2 separate regions of the Anas platyrhynchos genome follow, and region 1 is linked to region 2. A link is a contact called in public Hi-C data. All regions are on one chromosome and are shown on one strand. Each heading gives the region's core, a stretch centred on a gene start, on an enhancer-like site or on the middle of the called end of the contact. The rest is flanking DNA. Distances are from core to core; before and after follow the strand shown.

Evidence for each region. A called contact is a pair of places that touch in the nucleus more often than the background predicts.
Region 1: a contact with region 2 is called in a Hi-C map of F5 follicle, with 3 times the contacts expected there. The contact joins the enhancer-like site here to the promoter of RPL13 in region 2. A contact is called at or near these places in 5 of 8 Hi-C or Micro-C datasets (F1 follicle, F5 follicle, liver and 2 more).

What each region holds. Positions count from the first base shown.
Region 1 is chr12:1,586,223-1,592,977 of IASCAAS_PekinDuck_T2T, reverse strand. ANKRD11 (ankyrin repeat domain containing 11) reads right to left here. Exons shown (of 13, transcript XM_072043799.1): 5 at 6,000-6,170; 6 at 4,869-5,072; 7 at 3,269-3,411; 8 at 2,654-2,801; 9 at 1-2,158. Among named protein-coding and RNA genes, the nearest start is that of SLC22A31, 13 kb to the left of the region's middle. Within about 2 kb of position 1,352, at least 4 of the 8 cell types and tissues checked have an H3K27ac peak or open chromatin away from gene starts, as enhancers often do. A contact at or near this core is called in F1 follicle and F5 follicle, where this site is marked.
Region 2 is chr12:1,450,230-1,457,899 of IASCAAS_PekinDuck_T2T, reverse strand. It overlaps RPL13 (ribosomal protein L13), which reads left to right and starts at 6,309. Exons shown (of 6, transcript XM_027466423.3): 1 at 6,309-6,461; 2 at 6,640-6,755; 3 at 6,998-7,139. The coding sequence starts at 6,652. It overlaps SPG7 (SPG7 matrix AAA peptidase subunit, paraplegin), which reads left to right. Exons shown (of 17, transcript XM_027466410.3): 13 at 688-803; 14 at 2,479-2,635; 15 at 3,197-3,360; 16 at 3,737-3,814; 17 at 5,367-6,070. The coding sequence ends at 5,576.

The DNA.
Region 1 (6,755 bases), core at 103-2,602, 140 kb before region 2:
TCCTTGAAGAAGGTTTCACAGCCATATTCTTTGAAGTCATCTCGATAGGGCTCCTCCTGCTTTGTTTTACTGTCTTTCCGGTCTTTAGAGCCATCAGAGGAATCTTTTCTGTCTTTGTTGGTTTCACCTGTATCTTTTTCTTTCCTCTCCTTGACGCTTTCTGCAGAATCCTTCCTCTTCTTGTCCTTTTCAGGCAAATAGCTAGGAGCAGCTTTGTGTCTTTCTGTTTGGTCCTTTTTCTTGTCGGAGCTTTTGTCCACGTAGTCTCTGTCCTTCTTCTTTAAGAAAGCGTCCTTTTCATTACGCTTCTCGTTGTATTCTTTCTTCTCCTTCGTTTTGTTTTCCTTTTTCTTGTCTTTAATTTCCTCTTTCACTGGCTCTATGATTAGTTTTGCCACGGTGTCATTTTTAATCTCCCTGAAATCTGTGACCGGAGAATCCCAGCTATCCTCGCCTTTGAAATCGAAGGAGGAATCAGAAGACAAGTCTGAAAACCACCTCTCTTGCTGATCATCCGAGAGGCTGAACTTTGTGTCCTCGCTTTCGGGAAATTGGTTTTTGTTATTAAACTCATCAAAGCCAGACTCATCCCTGTACATTTTTTCTTTTTTGCATTTTTCCTTCTCTTCCTTGAAGGATTTTTCTTTCTCTAGTTTAGCAACCTTCTCCTCTTTCAGCTCATTCTTCTTTTCAGATTTTGACTGCTTGTCCTTTGACTTCTTCTTTCTCTCCTCCTTGTGTATTCTTGGCTTCTCCTCCTTTGGAGACTTCTCCTTTACAGGTTTCTCTTTTTCTGATTTACTCAATCCTTCTCTGAAGGATTTGCTCATGTCTTTACTACCCTCTTTGACTTTTCTTAATGATTTCTCCTCTTTCGAGGATTTTCCAGTCTCATCTTTAAACAACCACTCTTTCTCCTCCCCTTTACCTTTGGGGAGTTTTTCTTCCTTCTTACAGTGTTCTCGCTCATGCTTTAACACTTTCAATTTGTTTTCGACTGGATTTTCTGTCTCTACTATCAAGCCTTTCTCAGGCTTTTGTTTAGAGTCCTCAAACTCAAAAGAAAAAGTTTTGATTATTTTAATGTCTTGGCTGATGGGACACTGTCCCTTCTCCTTGTTTTTATGTTTATGTTTTGTTTTATGTTTTTTAACAACCTTCCCCTCCTTGTCCAGCTTTGGAATTGCTCCATCCACATTGCTATGGAATGAATTCTTTTTCTCAGAAACAGTGTTGTGTGGGTTGTTTTTCTTTTTGTGCTCTGGTTTCTTCCTGACTGGCTTTAGCGACTCTAAGCTCGAATCCTCGGACGAGTAGTCTGACTCGCTCGTCAGCCTCGTCCTTGTGGAGTCCGATAAGGAACTGACGTCTGACCAAGCTGGAGAAGATATGGTTTTCCAATTGTCCGTCCTCCAGTGCTTGGAGTGCTGTTCTGTAAGATTAGGATTATGTTTCTGGGAGCCTAAACTCCCATGAGAAGAGGTCGATGAGGCAGACAGAGAGTTAAACAAGGAGGATTCTTTTAGCACTAGCCTGGAGTCCTTTACACAGCTAGAGCTCTGAAGAGAGTCTCTGTCATCCTCCTCACTCTCCACGTTTTCACTCTCTGATTCAGAGGAACAAAATTTGTCATTTTTTTTGCCAAATCGAACCTCTTTGCTTTTCGTCTCCTTCTTCCGCTTCTTTTTTACTTTGCTTTTCTCCTTCTGCGGCTTTGTGCTGGCAGGCTCCCGAATCTTGCTGCTGGGCAATATCGAGTGGGTCGTAAGTCGCAGCTTCTCCCCCGTCCCCACAGCAACGCTGGTCTCCTCCTCGTCCGAGCTGTCCGACAGGATGCGGTGGGCAGCTTTCTTTGGTGTAATTGTGTTATTTTTAGTATAAGTTTTCACTTCCATTTTGGGTATGGAAATGAAACTGTTTGCTTTAGTCTCTTTTCTGTAATCCTTTTTCAGCAAATGTTTGTCATCGACTGGCGGGACCCGGTCCTGTTCATCGTCCTCATCAAATTCATACTCATCCTTCACCGGGGTGATGGTTTTGGGGGGCTCCTGGGCCTTGGGCTTGTGCTTCAAACCCTTCTCGAACTCTGAGTCTGTGTTATTGCCATCAACAGAGCTGGAGGGAGCGAAGGACGGGGCATCCTCCTCTTCTGACGTCTCTGCAGAGGGAGAAAAACACCGCGTTAAGGCCTGCAAGGAGCCCTGCCACCCCTTTCCTCCCCCAGCTTTTGCTCAGCTTGCAGCTGCCACCCCGAAACGCCGAGCTGGAAGATCTCTTAGGGAACAGTCAGCCCCTCTCAGCCCCGCGAGGCGTGCTCCTGAGAACATCCAGCATGCAGCAAGGGAAAAACTTTCTAACAGGATTATGACTGCAAATAGGGTAAGGCCAAGACTCCCCATAAGACAGGAACGTTTCCTGCAATTAGCACTAATGAAGCCTGTGATGTTTCCCACCTGGCTCAAGCACAACAGCGGCACCGGCACCAGCGGGGCAGGCGCCTGCAGTGCAGCTACAGCTGGGCTCCTGGCTGTGACAGCAGCGTGCAGATACTCTGAGAACAGCCTAATTTCACCGTCCTCCTAACGTCTCTGTACTAACAGACTGCTGCAGGCCATAGATATCGCTCCTACGTGCACAAAAAGGTCAGCCTCACCTGTTGAGCTCTCTTCGCTGGAGGGGTATGTCGTCTTCCCCAGGAGCAGATTCACCATGGTGGGAGAATTGGCTACTTTTAGAGGTGTCTCCCCCTTCCTGTTGCTTTGATGAGGATTCCCTCCATAATGCAACAACAATTTCACCACCTGGAAATGGAAATAGAGACTTTAAGTGTTTGTAAAGATGTTCTGAATCTGTTGGGGTGTTTTTGGTTTTTCTTTTTGGTTTTTCTTTTTGGTCTTTCACATGTAACAAAAAGGGGACATGCTCAAGCTGGAGAGCAGCCTGCTGTCAGCCACAGGACAAGCCCTGTGGCACTAACAGACATCGATAAGAAGACAAAGGCCAGCAACATGAATCAATTTGGGCAGGAAAACATGGAGAAAAACCAGCTGCAAAGCCATGCACTCTCCCTGTGCTCCAGAACAAACTCTTCTCCTCTGCAAGTACAACGCTGAGCAGTACGGGGGCAGGAGGTTCTCACCGCTACAGGGCTATCAGCAGCAAACCATAACAAAATAACCAGAATCTCTGCATTTTCACAGGTGGCTGCTTGGCACACGAGAAGAAAAAGGTCATTGAAAGAGAGCCGTGGAATCCAGCCACAACCAACCTTGAAGTGCCCGTTGTTGGCTGCGTCGTGCAGCGGGGTGTCATCGTCCAACCCCTTGGTGTTGACTTCTGCGCCTGCAGCCAGCAACTGCTTTGCCACGTCGTAGTATCCCCGGTTGCATGCCTCGTGCAACGCCGTCCAGCCTGCGAGCAAACAGACACCGAGAGGTGGGCATCACCTTCATGGAGAGGGTCAGAGAGAGAAAAGCAACTTCCATCCACCACGGCTGCCTGCACCAGGAGCCTGCAGCCCGGCCCCGCAGCTCGGGGAGCTCTGCAGGACCAGCCCCACCTTCCCCTCGGGGTGCACCACGGGCAGTCAGATCGCCTGCTAGAAATGGCACAGCCCTGGCAAACCCGAGGGCAAAGTTCTGGCTAGGAAATTGGGAGGCTTGCTGATGCCATGTGGGAGCCAGGTCTCAAATCCCTTCCCTTGTCTGAAAAGAGAAACACAGCCTCCTACAGCAGGGCTGAGTTCCGAGCTACAGACACTGCCCCGAAGCATCCCCCACGCAGACCTAACAAATATTTTCTGCGTGCTTTCCAAAGCAAGCAATGCCACCAAAAAACAGGCCCTGATCTCGGAGAGGAACCAAACAGCCCATCTCCACAGTAACAGCGGCTCTCGTTCTCAAACAAACCTCTGAAGACCACGGGATGAAGTATTTTATCATGTTCAAACAGGCTATTTTTAAGCAGGAGCTGTTTTGAAGTTTCCCAGCAAAAGGCGTGCGGCTCCTTGGGTGTTTTGCTGATAGCGCCGTGGGAGCGCGCCCGTTACCTTCACCGGGAGCACGAGCAGGGGGCACCTGTGCCCGGAATTAATCACAGCTGATACCTCCGTCTAGCGCTGGCATTAATCACCCAGGCAGAGGAACACGCACAGCTATTTATAGCCAAAAAATCGTGCAAAGGGAACAGCAAAGAGCAAAGTCGAGCTCTTGGACGTGCCGGAAGAGAGGCTGCCTCGTGCTAATTTAGCCCCCTCGTTAGTGCAGCAGCGGTGTGGTTCCTCTCAGCAGCACCCCACATTCAGTACTTAAACCCCAGGCAGCTGACAGCATCACCATTTGATTCCGGATCACCGACTCCACAAACCCAGTGTTTTCATATCTTTACGCACGTTTGTTACGTTTTAAGTAAAAAAAAAAAAAAGAGCTAAAACAGCCTTTGCAAATCCTCCTCCAGACTTCTCAGGCATCACGTGTGTGGAACAAGAAATGGCCCAGAGGGTCCCGGTCCCACTGCTGAGCATGGAGCCACGAGAGCCCCGGGGGGAGCAGGGATCCGCACCCCCAGCCCGGCAGGAGCAGGGTGGGTGCAGCAAGGACAGCCCTGAGACTTCAGCTGCTGAGCTCCAACACAGGGGCGGATGTTTTCCAAAGATTTTTAACTCTTAGAAATCTGTATTTTCTTTTTTTTAAAGGACAGCAAGATGTTTTCCTCCCCTAAAGGCGAATTCATTGGTTTTGGATAATCTCTCCTTTCCAAGTAGCGAACCTGGGTGGTAAGGAAACAAATTCCCCTGGCAGGAGCCACTCTGTGGGTGGCACATCCAACCCGAGGGCGAAGCGCAGAGCTCCTGGTGCGGGGCTGCTTACCTGCAAAGTCTTTCACATTGACATCCGCACCCTCGATGATGAGCTCCTTGATGCGCCGGGCATCTCCTCGGATGGCAGCTCGATGCAGCCGAGTCTCTCCTCGCTCGTTTCTCTTATTTACTTTATCTTTGGTTTTGGAGGCAGAGTTAGGAGTTCCCTTCTGACAAACTGTGGACTGAGAGGGATGCTTTGGTGTTGTGTCAACTGCGAGGAGGAGAGAACAGAGTCAGGAAGCGCAGCTCAGAGCAAGACGCAAACCCTTAGAGGGAGCTGTTGCAACGCGTTTCATCTCGCCTCTCCACCAAAACGCTCCCCAGAAGGCACCGAGAGTTAACAGCCTCTGAAGTTGATGTGAAGACAGAGGAAAGCCTGTGTGTGTGTAATACAGATATTAATTGCAGGCTGCCAAAGCCCGCTGGAGAGAACTGCAGTCCTTGCAAAGACTGTAGGCAATCCCATGATTTAGGAGTAGACAATGCAGCTCCTTACCCTAAAACCTCATTTCCTAAGGGAAGTGGCCTTTTACCAAGCACATGTGAGGTCTGACAGCCTTGGGAGGGGAGCACATTTTCTGGGAACAGCTGAATGCTCTGCAGACTACACAGCTTTTTGCTGGTTTTCAAGTAACAGCAACATAAGCAGCGAGATTTGCGTTAAGAGCAACAAACCAGGCAGCTAAAAGCTGCAGCGTGTGTGTGTAGGACGCAGATGTACACACACGGACAGCACGCTGCGCCTCTCAAAACCCCAGAGGGGGGGTCACACAACAGATAAAAATTACCCAAATCCCAAATCCATGGTAAACACATTCCAGCTGCTCTGCATCTCACGTTACAGTGCGCGCTGGCTATCATCAGCCTTATCCTTCTCCCCAGAAGGAACACAAAAAGACCAGAGGCTGCTGTTTTGCCTCGGTTCACACCGCTCCCTCCCACACCCAGCACCCCGGAGCCTGGCAGACCCTGGCAGCAGCGCAGCCGCCCTCCTGCACCCAGCTGTGCCACGCTGCTCGCTGCTTTGGAGCAGGAGATGTCCACCAGGGCTCGCACAGGGGGCAGAAAAAGGCAGGAGAGAGCTCGCCCCGAGTAGCATCTCCCCAAGGCAGCAGCACGGGGCTGGCCCCACGCTCACCTGGGCTGTTTGCAGACTCCTCGGCTGTCATCTGCATGAGCAGAGCGACTTGCTGGCGCTCGGAGAGCGGGTAGCCTGCCCGGATTCCTGAAAGGCCCATTCCAAACAGCAAGCCAGGCTTTCTCGTGGCGGGCTCCTTTTTAATCCTCTTCCGCTCTGGACCCTGCTTTTCTGTGATGCAACGAGACACAAAAACACAACCCGTGAGCATCGCGGCGCCCAGGAACCACGCTCCTTTCCGAGCAGAGCACTCTCAGCTCTCCGAGTCCGTCCCGGTCTCTTACAGATAAAAAAAGCTTCTGGTGAAGGATGCGTCCCTGCGGTGGGAGCGCTGGCACCCTCTCCTGCTGCCCACCAGCTCTGGTACCATGCATCGGGATGGGACGGGATGGGACGGGACAGACCTGGGGCAGGAGCAGCACCGCCTCCACCGCAGCTCCTGGGGGCTCTGCCCCGCTCCCTTCTCCCCCCGGCAAACAGCAGCACAAGAGGCAGAGGAAACGACTCCGTGGTGGGGCCACCGCCGGTACTGTACCTTCATCCTGCTTCTAGGAGCCTCCATGTCATGCCATGGTGCTTCGGGGAGCGTACGCAGCCTTATGCCACCACAGCATGGACTGAACTGGAGGCATCTAAAAGCATCAACAGAGAGTGCTAACGAGACAGGGGCTGACAGCTCCGCAACGCTGCCACCTCACTCCTTCAGCACAAGGACTTTGCACCCGAGCCACGGGCACAGACCGAGCCCTGCCAGGA
Region 2 (7,670 bases), core at 5,060-7,559:
TTAATTTGCTCATTCTCAGGAGCCTGGGAATAAGCTCATACGGAGCATGCCATGTGTAATCAGAGATTCCTTGGGTCTGGAGAAAGATTTTGGTAGATATTTGGGGTTTTCTTTTCTGACTTGAAGGCTACTGATGCACAGGAATCTCAGCTGGGACCTCTCTGCTACATATAATGGAACATTTCGGTTCCCTCGTGTCCCTCATTTCCCTAAGGGACTGAAAGATCTTACAGCAGACTAAATATGCTCTTCCAGCCAGACTTTTTTTTTGGTGGTGGGTTTTTTGGGGGTTGGATTTTTCCTTTCTCTCGAAATGGTACTGCCTTGTTGCAGATCTGTCCCTCGGCAGAGATGTAGCGTACCTTTGGCAGAGCTGGGAACAGAACAGAGCCTTGCGTTTAGAGCTGTGATTTAATCGAACATTAAATTATTTGTGTGATGATTAAGTCTGTTGTAAAGGGAAAAAGTTTGTGCCAAGCATGGGTTGCCTTCAGCTGCAGGGACAGAGAGCACCTCTTGCACAGCGTGTAACTGGGGAGTGTTTTACTGCCTCTCCCAAAACGGAGTGCAATGGCAACTTCGCTGGCAGTGCAGCCACAGACTGCTCTAGTTCGTGTGCTTCTCTTTACAAGGTGATGCCTGTTGGTTACATTTACTGCCACTTGTGTCTGGTCTGTGTTCCCATAGGCACTGCCAAAAGAAGCAAGATCTTGTCACCAGAGGAGAGGAAGGTTGTGGCGTTCCATGAATCAGGGCACGCGTTGGTTGGCTGGCTGCTGGAGCACACGGAGGCAGTGATGAAGGTAACCCCACCGCTGGCTGTTGTGGAGTTCAGTGCTGGGTGGGAAGAGAATCCTTTGGGATCCTCTGTCCAAGACGTGTTGATTGTTTTGCAGCACTTGTGTTAGATTCTGCTACGTTACCCTGGTTTCCATGAGCTTGGAGCTGTGAATGCTGCAGCAACACAAACAGCAAGCAGCACAGAATCACAGAGAGGTTTGGGTTGGAAGGGATCTTAAAGATCACCCCGTTCCAACCCCCTGCCATGGGCAGGGACACCTCGCACTAGATCAGGCTGCCCAAAGCACCCAGCCTGGCCTTGAATGATTCCAGGGATGGGGCATCCACAGCTTCTCTGGGCAACGTGTGCCAGTGACTCAACACCCTCTGAGTGAAGAATCCTCCGTATATCTAATCTAAGCCTATCCTCTTTTTGTTTAAAGCCGTTTTGTTTAAAGCCCCATGTCCTGTCACTGCACCCCCTGACACAAAGTCCCTCCCCAGCTTTCCTGTAGCCCCCTGTAGGTACTGGAAGGCTCCTGTAAGGTCTCCCTGGAGCCTTTGCTTCTCCAGGCTGAACAACCCCAACTCCCTCAGCCTGTCTTTGTAGGAGAGGTGCTCTAGCCCCTTCATCATGTTTGTGGCCCTCCTCTGGACTTGTTCTAATACATCCATGGCCTTCTTGTGCTGGGGTCCCCAGAGCTGAATGCAGAACCACAGGTGGGGGCTCACGAGAGCAGAGACCTTTGTTCTCAAGATACGCTGTCAAGAAGTCCGTTATCGGGCTCCAGACATGACAGTGGTGGTGCAAAGCTTAACCAGCCACAGGAAAAATCTTGCCTTTACAAGCCAACAGTAAAGCACTCCCAACGTGCCTGCTGGCCACCCTGGTGCTGGGCACATTTGGAGCAAGTGAGCGTCCTGCTGCTGCTGCTCAGCTCGTGCGCCTCCTCCAGGCACAGCGCTGCGCTGTGTGCGTGCCTGCACGGTCTCTTTCCCTGCCAGCACGTTGCAGCTACCAGTCAGGCCATTGCAGGAGCTGCTCTGATACTGATGGGAAGAGATGTGCTTTTCAGATCGGCACGCTTGAGATTTGGTGTGTCTGAAGCCCTTCTCTGTAGGGAAGGGCCTCCCTTTGCACCCCGGGGTGCCTTCTGTCCCACGCACGTCTCCTCAAAGAGCCTTGACGAAGGGGAGAGGTGGAGGGGTGGGAACGACAAGGATGACAGCTTCTTGGCCTGCCACCAGCAGCAAATTCACTCTGAATGACCTATTGTATAAGCTGAACTGTTGTTAATTACTCTCAATGAGATGTGGCTGGATGGGGGAAACGGCTCTTATTTTTCTGAAGACATCCTGTGTTTCTCCAGGTAGTCCTGATGATTCTGGAACATGGTAAAGCAAGCTCTGGTTGGCTTATATGCTTCAGAGGTGCTCTGAGCTCCTAGAATTTAATTTACTTGCTGTTAAGGACAGCTTCCTTTTTATTTTTTGACCTGGAATGGCAGAAAGTGCATGTCTGCAGCTGCAGAGGCTTCAGTATGGGAATGGCAACGTACTGCAGTTTCAGCTGTGTGTCAGCCTGCACCATCGCTTCCAACAGATCTCACTGGGAGTGCAGGCCCTTCCTTTCTTCTCTCTGTTGTTAGAGTTGGTTCTTTTTGTTTTCTGCCCTGACGGAGCTGCCCTGTGTTGCAGGTTTCCATAGCCCCTCGAACAAACGCAGCACTTGGGTTTGCTCAGATCCTTCCAAGAGAGCAGTATCTCTTCACCAAGGAGCAGCTGCTGGAGAGGATGTGCATGGCTCTGGGCGGGAGAGTGTCCGAGGCCATCACCTTTAACAAAGTCACTACAGGTGAGGAGTCAGACCCTGCTGCAGGCAAGTGGAAATTGTGTAAATAGTCTGAACTTCTGTACTTGTTGCTCTGTCCAAGGGTGATCTTAGAATTTTCCCACTCTGGGCAGTGGGAAAGGGAAATGCCAAATTACTTGTTTTGATCTTCGAGTTGTTTTTGTAAGAATGAAGGTCTCATTGTGGGATGCAACTGTGTTGTCTTAGACTTTGTCCCAAAGCCTAAGGCCACGGGTGCAATTACCCAGCGAGACTCTTGGCCGGTGGAAGAGCCCGGACCTTCTGTGCCTTGCTTCCACTTAATTCCAGCTGGTTATAGGCAAATGTGGTAACAGAAGGCAGTGGCTGCTGAGCAATCCATATACTTCAGCTACCAGTGTATTCACTCAGGGTCATGCATGGGTCTTGCAGCACACAAGGAAAGGTCCATCAGCAGCCAGTGATCATCTGCCTGGGTTCCTGCAGGTCCTCTAGTCCCTCGAGTAGTCAAACGTGTGCTTGTGTAGGACCTGCTTCCCCTGCGCTCCACTCAGAGCTGGCAAACATCGCGTCTCTTTCATGCAGGAGCCCAGGATGACCTGAAGAAGGTGACCAAAATCGCCTACTCCATGGTGAAGCAGTACGGGATGGTGCCCAGCATCGGGCAGCTCTCCTTCCCGGATGTGGAGAGTGCCCCTGGAATTGGTCGGCGCCCTTTCAGCCAGGGACTTCAGCAAATGATGGACCACGTAAGGCTGCCCCTGAGCACACCTTCCTGTTTGTTCTTTACTTTCTGCAGCTTGATGAAAAATGCAAGTCACATAGCTGAAAACCAAACCTTGGGCTTTGTACTGAGCTGTGTCTTTTGCTACTGGGTGGCTTCCTTAGAGTTCTTTCCCATCAGCAGGGACTCTCTTTGAGAGTTTTGCTAGCACAAAAGTTTACTGCTTCTTATCAGAAGCACTCTTGTGGCTTTTTTCAAAAGGCTTATCTGTATTTTCTGTTAGTGGTAGCTGCTTTCTGCCTGCTCGGTTTGCACATCCTTGCTCTAGGTGCTCTCTTGTTTGTCCATGTGTTGTGTGTTTCCACTTGCACTGCAAGTCCCTTCTTGTTACTGTCTTCTAGGAAGCAAAAGTGCTGGTGGCTCAGGCTTACAGACGCACAGAAAAACTCCTGCTGGACAACCGGGATAAGCTGCAGACAGTAAGTTGGAGTTGTCTGAGGTTTCTTTTACTGTTGCTTTTGACCTTGATATTTTCTGTGCTCTGCAGCTTGGTTGTTGCAGCGTCTCTGTGGCCCTAAAATATCTGGTAGTGGAGATATTAACGTGCTGGGAATCAGAGGCTGTTCACTGCGTATCCCCTAGATTAGAAGCAGGCAGAGGGAGGATGTGCACCTCCTCCAGCAGTGAGTAGTTCACCTCCTGACACCAGCTGGTATTTGCAGGGGAGGGGAGGAGTGCTCTGTGCTGGATGGAAGCAATCAAACCCCAAATTTGGCTCCCTCACCTGTACTTCTGTGCTAGCCTCTAGGAAATGCAGCTTCCTGGAAAGCAGTGACCATTCTTGTGAAGCCTGTGAAGGCGAGAGCAGCTCGTCCTTCCAGGCTCTGTAGGCATAAAAGAATTGGGTGAATGGTTTCTGGGGATGGTGAGAGGACACGGGACCTGTCACAGGCTGACTGGTGCCTCCAGGCAGCTTGCACCAGTTACCTGCTTCATACCTGATATGTCAAGGAGAACTTGTTGCAGAGGCAGAGCTCTGCCTCTGCAAATTTGTGTCCTGGGAGCCCCTAGGCAGCCCCCCCCTCGCTGCCAGGGCCTCTGCCCCCATCCCTTGGTGCTCCTTGACCTTCCCTTCAGACGCCTGGTCCATAACATGAGGAGCCAACCTAATGTCGCATGGTTTGCGAATGAAGCAATCTTTCAATCTTTTTAAACAACAACAAAACCCAAAATGCTTCCCTCTGCCCAGCAGCAAGCCTCCTGTGCGTGGTAAGGTGGCCAGAACTCGCTCGGACACCCTGCTGATCCCCGCTCTGTCCCCGGGACCGTGCCCCAGCAGTGCTGAGAGCGGGCGTTGTCGGGGGCTCTCCTCTCCACAGGGCTCCTCCGTTCCAACGCTTTCATTTCACAGCAATCAGATATTTGCTAGAGGGTCAGCAGAGAGAAAACTTTTCAACTCAAGCCAAAGTGCCTACAGAGCGTCCCGTTTGCCAGGCCGGCGCGTCGCCTCTCGTCAGCAGAACGGAGCGGTTCGTGGGGACAGCCACCCGCTGCTGCAGCGTGGCCCTGCTCGCAGAGGGGCTGGGGAGGACCTTCCTGGTGACCCCCAGCGTGCAGGGGCAGCTGTGACACGTTCTGTGAGCAGAGGAGGGCTCTGGCTCTGGCTCCAGCCTCAGCTGCTGCCTCTCTGCCTCCTTAGGCAGGGCCCCGGGCGCTGTGACAGCGGCAGTAAGGGCACTTCCCCGCTGTCCCCGGGGTTCTGCCTTGCCGAATCACTTCCTAACGCAAGCTTTATTGCCTCCAGTCATATTTGATGTTTCTGGCCAAAATCAGGCTTGCAGAAGGTGCCGGCTGCCTGGGAAGCTTTGTACTGGCTCAGTGGGTGCTGGGGTCCCGCTGGCTCGCGTGCTCCAGCACGTGCTGAGTCCAGATGTGGAGGTCCGAGTTGAGCTGGCAGGGAGAGGTCAGATGGGTTCAGAGGGGCTGTTTTCAAACCCCTGTGCCTCATTACGCCTTGTTTATTCTTTCTAGCTGTCCAATGCCCTCCTGGAGAAAGAAGTGATAAATTACGACGACATCGAAGCTTTGATTGGGCCCCCGCCCTACGGGCCAAAGAAAATGATAGCTCCTCAGAGCTGGCTTCAAGCAGAGAGAGACAAGCAGGACACCAGAGATGAAGAAATGCCCCAGCAGCCACCAAACCACGAGGAGGAGGAAGAACCACGCCTGAGACCAGTGTGAAGCCCATCTGTGTGCAATGGGAGGACTCCAGAGGCTTCTTTTGAACGCAGACTCTGTCCCTCTTCAGCTCCGAAATCAAAGATACCGAGCAGGGAATCTGTGATGCCATTCCCCAAAAACGAAGGGATGGCTCCGCTGCCTCTTGCAACAAGCTTTTCCCTGCGGGAAGGAGAACTCCTTAGGGCTTTGAGATTGATTCTCAGCAGGGCAGTAGTGGTTAGGAGTTGGGTAAGTCTCATCTGCTGGAAGGATTTCTCGTCCGCGGGGCTGTTGTGTGCACGTTCTTTGGGATGAGATGTGCTGTGGGGTGCTCCTCAGCCACCCGGGGCTGTGCCGTGTGGGGTGCCAGGGTGGGCAGCAGCCACCCCCGGGAGGCTGAGCTGGGTCCAGCGCTGCCGTTACGCGACTCCACCGTAACCTGTGCTTGTCTTTGCTGCTGGACACGAACTAGAAGTTGAAAACCAGACTGCACCAGAATAAAATCTTGAACGTGGTGGTGTTTGTGCGATGTGTGGAGGCACAGCTGTGTCCTGCAGGTACGGGCTGCCTTTTTACGGCCTTATACTGGGTTTTTACAGCAGGGCTGCGAGAGGCAGAGCTGAGGGAAAGCCCTTTTGGGACGGACCGGTCCTGGCGTGCTGCAGCAGGGCTGCTCGTGCCCTCCAGACCCCCTCCGACCCCTTTTCAGCCCCCCCGAGCCTTGATCCCAAGCCCCCTGCTTAGGGGTGCGGGGCCCTTTAAGGCGCCGCCATCTTGAGTGCGGGCAAGCTGAAGCCGCCCCGAGCCCTTTCCGGCGCCGCCATCTTCCCGGAGCTGCCTCTGCACTTCCGGCGCGCACCGCGGCAGCCTCGCCCTTTTCCGGTCGGCCATCTTCGCAGGCGGGAGGTGAGTGGCTGCGCCGCGGGGCCGCATCGGGCTCCATCCGCCGCCATCCGGCCGGGGCGGCGCCGGGCGGCGCTCGGGGCGCTCGGGGGGAGCGGGGCAGAACCCGAGGGATGCCGCGGAGGGGTTTTGTGCCGGTGGATGGCGCGGGATCGCAGCCCAGCCCTGTCCGTGTCCGCAGGCCGCAGCCGCCATGGCGCCCAGCCGCAATGGCATGATCCTGAAGCCGCACTTCCACAAGGACTGGCAGCGCCGCGTCGCCACCTGGTTCAACCAACCCGCCCGCAAGATCCGCAGGTGAGCGGGGAGCCCAGGGGAGAGGAGCGGGGCTGGCTCCGGCTACGGTCAAATGATGTGGAACATCCGGAATCGCTGTAGGGCTGTGATGAAAACAAACCCTTACTGATGACCGCTGGAGCCGCCCTGGGGGGGGGTTTGGGGATCCCCTGGGTCGGGATTTGGGGTTTGGGAGCCCCCCCGTGCGGCTGGGGGGTGGCTGGAGGGTGCTGTCGGTGACAGCTCGCTGCCCCCCGCTCCAGGAGGAAGGCTCGCCAGGCAAAGGCTCGCCGCATTGCGCCTCGGCCGGTGGCTGGGCCCGTCCGGCCCATCGTGAGGTGTCCGACCATCAGGTACCACAAAAAAGTCCGTGCCGGCAGAGGCTTCAGCCTAGAGGAGCTGAAGGTAAGTAGGGAGGAGCTGTCCCTGCTCAGGAAGGCCCGCTCTTGAGCTTGGGCTCCATTGTTCTGTTATTTTGCATAAAATTAACTCACAAGTGGCTGCGGTGTATGGAAGTATCGCCATCTGCTTGCACTGGCTGAGCCAGCACGTAGCCAGGGACAGGCTGCTGCTATCAGTGGAGAAGCACACAAAATGTTAGTGTTCTTTTTTCCTTTTTTTTTTTTTTGTGATTGTGGCATGGGGAAGCAGTAACACGACAGAGCGATAGGTTAATTTGAGAACTAAATACTGGTGTGCCTGGTCAGGCTGTCACTTAAAACAAAACATTAAAAACATTAAAATCAGGTTCTGGTAGAGCGTGAATTGAGTCTCCTGAACTTCATTTAAGTAAAAGGACCGGCAGGTTTTGTTGTTAAATGGCTCTTTCTTTGTAAAACACACCACTGCAAACCCTGCACGATGCAGCTGGTGCAGACCTGTTTGTGCTGTGGAACGGGTCGGTTGCAGTCACTGCAGAGGCTGGGGGAAGCTGCC